Linked DNA regions of Gossypium hirsutum: region 1 is linked to region 2. The links are chromatin contacts, called in public Hi-C maps. All regions are on one chromosome and are shown on one strand. The core of a region is the stretch at or near the end of the contact, and the rest is flanking DNA. Distances in the headings are between cores, read along the strand shown. Region 1 holds the start of LOC107957026 (ACT domain-containing protein ACR6). Region 2 holds the start of LOC107942705 (glutaredoxin-C1).

Region 1 (4,654 bases), core at 1,594-4,093, 210 kb after region 2:
TACAAATATATCTACTTAAAAGAGGAGGAGATGTCTCAAGAGTAAGATCTGATTAACTTGAAATTCTGAAAAGTTCGAGCTTTGAATAGATTTCCAAAGAAATGACCCATTGTTGTCTCCTGATGAGGTGGTTTTGGTGCAAGACTTGAGTTACGTTTCACCTGTAATGCGGTATGTCCAATCTGTGCACGGATAGAATCGATGATCTTGGGATCAACTAGATTTCCTGTCACGTCTGTGACATAGAAGGTGTCCTTGGCCTTGCCACTCTTTGTTGAAATTAATGCTCTCCTGATACACAAGCTGTTTTCCCGGAATATACGGGTGATGTCAGACAGGAGTCCAAGTCTGTCGTCTGTGCACAATTCTAGTTCCAGCCCCTGTACCATGAAAATGATCAAGGGTATTGTAATATCATGAAACCATGCTTACCATAATCATTTTTCTTGGTTTCTTTTGGTTTTATTTATTCCGTGTGTGTGTGTGTACATGTGGAGTTGTGCCAAGCTGGTTTTTTTATACCTCAGATGCCCTCCTCTCAATGGCTGCTTCTAGACATTGAATAACACGAACACGCTCAGCTTCCGAGCTAATGGGGAGCCCATCTACATGTCTGATGTAGAATTCCTACAACGAAACATAAGTTCTGTTTAGTGGGAAATAGGGGAAAAAACAGTTTATCACTGTTAAGATGCAATTGTAAGCAATAACAACTTGTGCTTAACTGAGTAGAATTCCAATACAAATTGGATTACAACGTCAGCATCAATCTTACGCTAGTGGTTTCAATAGCATCAACTTGTCAACTGTTAAAGTTGACCATTGGCTAATAGTGACTATAATAAAAAGGGTTTGCTATTGTCATTTTTTTACAAGCTACTTCACTGTAACCAACTCACCTGATAAGCTTCGATCCTTCCTGTGTTCACCATTCCATGAAAAACAACATATTGCATATCTGTGAGAGTGCAGACTATATCAAACAATAGTTTCGGCCTATCTTTTGACCTCATGGTAATAACAGTGTAATCTTTCTCGATATTCAACAGAGTGACTTGAGGTCTTGAACTCCCTTCCTCTACCGCCCTAACTCCTGCTTTCTCAACCCTTTCATAGTCCCTGTCTGCGAACATGATTTGATGCAACCTTCTCTCCCTGTGCATAACACCTGGAGCTGAAAGTGTTGTCTTTGCAGTTTTCAAGTCATCACTTCCTTTGAGAACATTACAAAGCAATTCCTTTATCGTTGAGAGACGTTTTGGATCACTGATTGCGCAGCCCATTGAATCATCTGTCACATGAACTACGGCAGCTGCCCTAGCATTATGGGTCCATATCTCAGCATTTACAACATTGCAATGGAGGTCAGCAAGAACTGCACATACTTCAGATAATAGACCAGGCCTATCAGTGCCAGCAAGTTCAATCGATGTATGCTCTTCTGCAGGCATCACGCCTACGGAGCCTCTCCGTGATGGCACAAAGCCAGCACTAGTTTCAATTCTCTGCAAAACAGACTATATAAGATAAGCCAGTAGTTAAATTCATTGAACAATAAGGATGAGGTAAGTTCTTACACTCTGAATATAGTCCATAACTTCCTTATCTCTGATTTTGTTGCCATCATTGTCAACAACATTAAAGACTGAAACATACAAGTAACTGGTTAACCCGGGATTTAACATACAATTCAAGCAGGGTTTAAGAAAAAAAACCTTACCATCCATAAACCATCCTCCATCAGATGATATGTATGCCTTTGTTATTGTAAGATTCATATCTGTAAGCACTTGGACAACTTCCAGGAGAATCCCATGTTTGTTGACACTGTCAACCTAACCAGCAAAATTCATATTTAAACCATTATAGATAGGTTGATAAACAGAGATCTAAGGAACTAATTAGCCACGTAAGATAACCTAATTACAGCAAAGGCAGAGGGAAGAAGCTTACATGGATAACAGTGGCATCCTCACAAGCATTGTTGTCAATCACAACTCTGCAACAAAAATAAGCATACATCTCATATTAACCCTACTTTTTTTTTTCAACTAATCAAATAAAAGAGCCTTCAAGGAAACATATCATTTTGGCATAGAAAGTCCAATTGCCGCTCTTGATTTTGGAACAGTAATTGGCTACCATGAAAATAACACTAAGAAAAAAAAGAGAGAAGAAAAACAGCTTTGATCAACACAAAGCAGAAAGAAAAAAAAAAGAAGAGAAAAATAAATAAAAATATTGAAACAATAACGATAAGAAAGAGGATAACTTGTAAAAACTGAAAATTTTATTTTCTAAAAACTTAGAGGAAAAAAGAAGAGAAAAATTTGACAGACCCTTGAACAAATTCAAATAAAAATTGATACTGTCCCATCAAAAATCCAAAAATGAAAAGCAATACCTGGGTTGGTTCACCCTCCGGACAAGCTTAGCAAATTCATCATCCATCTCTCAAAAAAGAATCCAACTTTCTACAAACTAAAAACCACCCAACTTTCCCCAGAAATAATTTATTAGACCACAAATACCAAAGCCCAGAATTCCAAAAGCACCTTTTATACCTTCTATTTTGATACTAATCAAAATTGAAAAAGGAAAAAAAATTGGCTTTTTCCAATATTCAAGGAAAACACAACACAAGAGCGAGAGAACGAAAAGTAGTACTATAAAAAGTAAAGTAAAACCTTAGCCATTTAAGATTTTAAAGATTTTAACGGACAGACATAATTAATCAATCCCAAGTTGAAAAATATATATGAAAAAGACCTCCTTTCTTTCTTTCTTTCTTTTTTTTTTTTAATTCATCCCCCCCTAATGTCTTCTTTTTTTACAGAATCTCTCCCTAATTTCAAATTACAACCATCTTGGTTAAATTTGAAGTTGAATTAGATTAGGTTTTATTAATTAAATATTTTTATTTAGTGGATGTCGGGAGTTAATTCCATATTAATTTATTAAAAGATTATTATATATTTTATATATTTTAAATAAATTATATTATTATAATGATTTTTTTTATTTTAGAAAAAAACAATACAAAAATTATAAAAAAAAGTTATGAATGTGGAGATTTAAACTCATGTTATATTTATTTATAAAATCCTTTTTTAACCACTTCAATTATAGTTTTATTCTAGCATTTATACATTTTAATTTTATTATTCATATTATTTGTATATATTAATAATGTCATTAATTGAGAATATCAACTTATCTAAAATGATAATATTATGATAAATAATTTTGAATTTAATATTTTTATTTTGATGTATTTATTTAAATTTATTTTATTTTATTTTAATGCATGGTATATATTATTATTAATTCTAAAAATTAGATTTTATTATGATTTTAGGCTATTTTAAAAACTATATGTAATAATAATATGTGGTAAAATTTCTAATTTTAATTAAAAATATCGAATCTATAATATTGTTAACGTGGAAGTAAGAGATTGGTTGGAAGTAGAGGTGTTCATGGGCCGGGCCAAGTTTGGGTAGGGCTCAACTAAAAATCATGCCCATTTATTGGGCTCGGGCCGGGTCGGCCCAAAAAAGGGCTTAAAATTTTGCCCAAACTCGACCCGGATAAAAATACTAAAACCCGAGCCAGGCCCGGCCCGTCGGTATTAATTTTTTATATTATTTTATATTATTTTTAAACATATATAATACATCAAAAATACTAAAAATATCAAAATAAATATTTCTCAACAAATTGAAAATAAATTTTAAAAAATATGTAGACTTAAATAACACTAAGATAAATGCAACTTAACAAGCAAATGCTTCTAAAATAATAAAAAAATTAACAAATGCCTTTAAAATAACAAGAAAATTAACAATAAAATAAATTTTATACAATATCCACACAATAATAACAAAATAATAGCAACATAATAGTAAAATGGTAGTAAAATATGGAGAAAACAACAAGAAAATAACAATCAAAAATAAAAAAAATATATATGCAAATTTTTTTTGTCATTTAGTGAATTCGGGCAAGGCCGGGCCGAGCCCGAGCTAAAAATACCTTACCCAAGGCCCTGTCCATTTTTAAAACATGCCTCATTTTTTTGTCCAAGCCTATTTTTCGGGCCTATATTTTTTCCCAAACCCTCCCAAATTTTGGGCGGGCCTTCGGGCGGGACCAGATAACCCGGCCATGCACATCTCTAATTGGAAGGGCGGTTATGCCTGCTAAAAAGCGCTGTTGTGCTTTTAAATCAATTTCATAATTTAACTGAAGTGATAAATTAATTACGGCACACGGAGATTTTGGCAGCACGTGAGGCAGAAAATAAGGGAGGATGACGTGTTAAATGTGCACGTGGTGAAAACAGTTTGGTCGGATATTTTTATTTTTGCCCCTGTTTTTGGCGGCAATCCTAGCCCACGTTATTTCAATGCCTAACCGCCTTCGCTTCTTCCTTCTTCACATTACCCATATTCTTAGGTTCAATTTTATTTGGTTGGATAAATTTTAAAATTTTTGAATCTGTGATTATTATTTTTTATTTTATTTTAAATTTAAATTAACACAATAAATTTTTTAATATTATTTAATAAAGTCTCAATTTTATTTTCATATTTTTTAAATGCATAAAAATAATTAATAACTTTTATATATCAATTCTGAAAATTACTTTTTA
Region 2 (4,413 bases), core at 998-3,497:
TATGAGATGAAGCTTAGGGAATTATTGTCCTAAATACTGTTTATTTCAATGGACAGTTGAAATGTGTACTTGGCCATTGTTTCACTATAAAAGGGTAAAAGAAAAAAAAAAAAGGAAAAGCAAAGGGATAAAACGTAGAATTGGACACAAAATTAGAAAAAGCTGACAAAACGATCACGCCCCATTTCTATTTTCATTCTAAAGCTGTAGGTTCTGCTATATATATAATACTGTCAGCAGCTAGGCTAAACCCAAGTGTAATATATATATTGTTGAAATATAATATATATGTGTATGAAAACTCCAACCGTTTGATCAACTTTTGTTCAGCTATCAAACGGCTACGATTCAACATCAATCCTGACCAAGCTGGTGTGCTTACTTTGACCATTAAGAAATGTTGATCAGAAAATAGGGTTTAGGGTTGAAGAAAGAAAGCAAAAGCATAACTTCTTTTTTAGTGGCATAGGCATAGGGAGAGCAGAGAGCGACAGCTACATGAATGTTATGGCATTTCAATCTTTCAATCTTTTTTAAGACTTTAGACTATATCTACATATTCACTCGAGGTACATCCATCCACATACTTCAAAAATCTAAAGCATGCATGCCTTTTTTTTCATTTCCAAAAGCTTCAAAGTTGACTCATCAAATCATCTCTATCAGATCATAGCAGTACATATTAGTTTTTGATTCACCACCATGCATCCCCCTCTTTTTTGAAAATAAAAAAGAAAGATACAAATTAACATAACACAATAATCTCTATAGCTTTCTTTGGGGTTTATAAATAAAGATATATCAATATTGTTTATGAGTAGGAATAATATTGGTTAATACGATTTAAATAATTTATTCATTGGCAAAATCCACAAAAAGAAAGGTGTAGGAGGTTGAAAAAGAAGTCGACAAGCACAATCCAAGAATACCGTTTTCTTTTAATTTATTATTCTCACCAACAACATTAACACACTCCTTAGCTTGCAAATACCAAAACCCATGCCATGCCCCATTGGCTTCCCACCCAAACCTTTTTTAAACCCTCAGCATCTCATTGTGCTTCCTTTTGTTTTCACCACTTTAATTTTAGTTAACTTCATAATCATGAAAAATAAAATAAATAAATAAAAATGCAGGTATTGTTGCATAAATGTTAGACAAGGCTGCATGTATAGTCCAAGGCATGCGTGCGTGCTGCATGTGAGCCATGGAAGCAACATTGCATGTGCTTCCGTACTTGTGGAGAAAAGATATTAAATTTATCAAATAATTTAGGAGGGATAAAATCTAGACAAACCCAATCGTGGTTGACAAAGAGTGATTGGTAAGTTATTTATGACTATCATGTTTCACTCTTTTTATATTTACCTTTTCAAATAAGTTTTTATAATTCCAGTCTACCCTATTAAATAAATAAAATTATTATTTGATAGAAATAATTATTCATGATATTAATTTTATTGAAAAGCCTAGAAAGTCAAGTCTAAAAGGAATAAAGATCAAATTCTTCCTTATTGGAAGCTAAATATATAATCTAAGATGCTAAACAGATAATATAAATTATGTGTCCCATATGTAACAAATATTTGCAATATTCTAATTCTCTTCTGTTTATTTTTTTCCCTCTAGAAAGGAAGAAACCGCCCCACACCAGTTATAGAATCAGAGCGCTTGAGAATGTTCATATTCGACCTCACCACTAGATCATCATATTAATTAATAAAAAAAATAAACTAACGTAATATATAATTAAAGGATAAGTAGGTACATATACAAAAAAAAAAGATTGAAAGAGAATAAAATTCATTAAAAAAAACATTAACATATTAACAAAGAATAATTTTTTGATGAAAAGATTACCTCATGATTATATATATAAAAGTTGGAAACTAAAATATCCATCGCAATCATCAGTGATCAACTAAGAATATGAGTTGACATATATCATGTAGTCAATTAGATGAAAATTAATGATAACTTTTTTTAGTCTCACACCCTCGTAATTATTTAGTTGAATTTCTAAATGAAAGCAAAACTTCTCAATTAGTTCACACAACTCAGATGATATATATAACTCGTTATTATTGCTTAAACCCATGAAAAGACCTTTCTTTTTTTTTAAGGAAAAGGACAACATAAATAGCTCTTTTTACTGCCATCTCTCTCTCCAAATATTGAACTGGACTGGAGTGAGGACTGCAAAAGACTCAAGAGACCAACTTTGTTTACTTTCCTTTATATTCACATTAAAATAACAATAAAACATTGATGATTCCCCAAAAAAACTTGCCCATATTTTGCATTCCCTTCTCTATAAATACCAACTAAAACCTTCCTCGTTTCTCACCAGCGGCAAGCTTCACCATTTGATCTCACTCACTGACCTCAGCCAAAATCCCAAATCTTCTTTCTTTTTTCCCCCCTCTATTAATTTCTTGCAGCAGAAGCAGTCACCTTATTAGCATTTACTAAAAAAAATGCATTGCCAGACAGGTTCATGGGGTTCTTACGTGCCGACCACCAGGACTACAGTTGGGGATCCATTGGAGAGGATAGAGAGGTTGGCTTCGGAGAATGCGGTGGTTGTATTTAGTATTAGCAGTTGTTGCATGTGCCATGCCATTAAGAGGCTGTTTTGTGGGATGGGAGTAAACCCAACTGTGTATGAGCTGGATCAAGACCCTCGAGGGAAAGACATGGAGAAAGCTTTGATGAGGTTGCTTGGAAGCTCTCCTGCTGTTCCTGTTGTGTTCATTGGTGGGAAACTTGTGGGTACAATGGATAGAGTCATGGCTTCTCATATCAACGGCACTCTTGTTCCTCTTCTCAAACAAGCTGGTGCTCTCTGGCTTTGATCATCTTTGGCATTCCTCATTAAAAAAAAAAACTGATAGAGAAAAGCATGGCAGAGGAAGAGGAGTGATAGTTTTGGAGTCTACTCCATTTTGGAATACAGCAGTAGCTGATATGTCTTTAGTCTCTCAAGCTTTTCCTTCTTTTTTTTTCCTTCTTATTGGTGTTTTACTCACAAGTGGGTCTTTTTGGTGTGCCCTTTGTTTCAAGTTTTAACTAGTCTTTGATCTCAAGTGTGAAATGTAATGGCTGATGGTTCCCTCCTCTGTACAAAGGAAACAAATTAAAATAGTTATTTTCAATGAGTTCCCACTTCATTTTTTATTTTGTTTGTTTCTTTAGTTTGCTTTTTTTTTTTCACCAAACAATGAAATTGGAGGGGCTTAGACAAGAACTCAGTTCCTGAACAGCCATAAAAACAGTAAAACTAAAGGATTTGACGATTAGTGACTAGCTAGGAAGGAAGAGGGGTCAATGTCCGTACAACCATTGATTTCTTATTGGGATTAACACGTGTGGTGAGAGTGGATTATGATGACGTGTATGATTTTGTGGGGTTGGAAAGATTAATATGTATTCGAGAGAGAGAGGCCGGTGAGTTGCTAGAGATGGAATCTTATGAATATGGTGCTGGGGAAATGGATAGGAACGAGGAGCTATTGGAAGTTTTGACTTTTGGGAGGTGGGTGGGCGTTGGGAGTGGCCGAGGAACCTTTCCATCGCCATGGCCATGGGCATTGGGCTCTCTTAGCATAAATATAAAGGCATATAATTATTCTTCTTGTTATGGGTGTGAGATTCATGATTTGATTCTTTTTCCCATAAATATTTACTTATTCAGTCTAATCTACTTGGAATTTCCAAGACTAACTTGCAGTTCCAGTGAGCTTCTGGATAGTGCAAAAGTTATGGTATTTTGGACCCAAGTGGTTGAATGTTTCTCATATATATAGGACATAGGATGATAAGGTAGAAAGGGACAGTCATACATTGATGATGATTCACGAAACTTTAGATCATGTTGACCTCCATTCCATATATTACATATATGTAGCAGTAGTCCAGGTCTAAATAAATCACCCCAAACATTTCTGCCTTCAAAATTTACACACAACACAACAATCCAATAATTTGTTAAGGCCTGCATGCAAATGCAAAACCACCCACCAAACAGCCCAACGCTTGGAAACCCATTCTGTTCTGCCCCAACTCAACCAAATCGTCTTTAAACCCATTTTAACCTGCTAAGATTAAACTTTCCAAAACAATGCTTAACCTGTAAATTGGTATCAATCTTGATACTTAGGGTCTGTTTGATTGGCTGTAAAATGTTTTCCGTAAAATGAATTCTGGAAAATATTTTACTTTTCTGTAAAATGACTTACTGGAAAATATTTTCTGGTGTTTGATTGAATCTTTGTAAAATATTTTCTGCTGTTTGACAGATTTCCTGAAAATATTTTCCGGAAAAGTTGTTTTTTACATATATTAATATATATTAATAAATTTTTATATTTTAAATTGTTTTTACATATATTGCAATGATTTATTTATAATAAT

Evidence for each region. A called contact is a pair of places that touch in the nucleus more often than the background predicts.
Region 1: a Hi-C map of leaf shows a contact between it and region 2, with 2.0 times the contacts expected there. The contact joins the promoter of LOC107957026 here to the promoter of LOC107942705 in region 2. A contact is called at or near these places in 6 of 34 Hi-C or Micro-C datasets (hypocotyl and leaf).

Annotation. Positions count from the first base shown.
Region 1 is chrA05:83,154,422-83,159,075 of Gossypium_hirsutum_v2.1, forward strand. LOC107957026 (ACT domain-containing protein ACR6) reads right to left here and starts at 2,844. Exons shown (of 7, transcript XM_016892450.2): 1 at 2,405-2,844; 2 at 1,954-1,999; 3 at 1,721-1,835; 4 at 1,578-1,645; 5 at 900-1,505; 6 at 523-627; 7 at 1-380. The coding sequence starts at 2,451. The coding sequence ends at 36.
Region 2 is chrA05:82,947,019-82,951,431 of Gossypium_hirsutum_v2.1, forward strand. LOC107942705 (glutaredoxin-C1) reads left to right here and starts at 2,248. Exons shown (of 1, transcript XM_016876426.2): 1 at 2,248-3,155. The coding sequence starts at 2,478. The coding sequence ends at 2,855.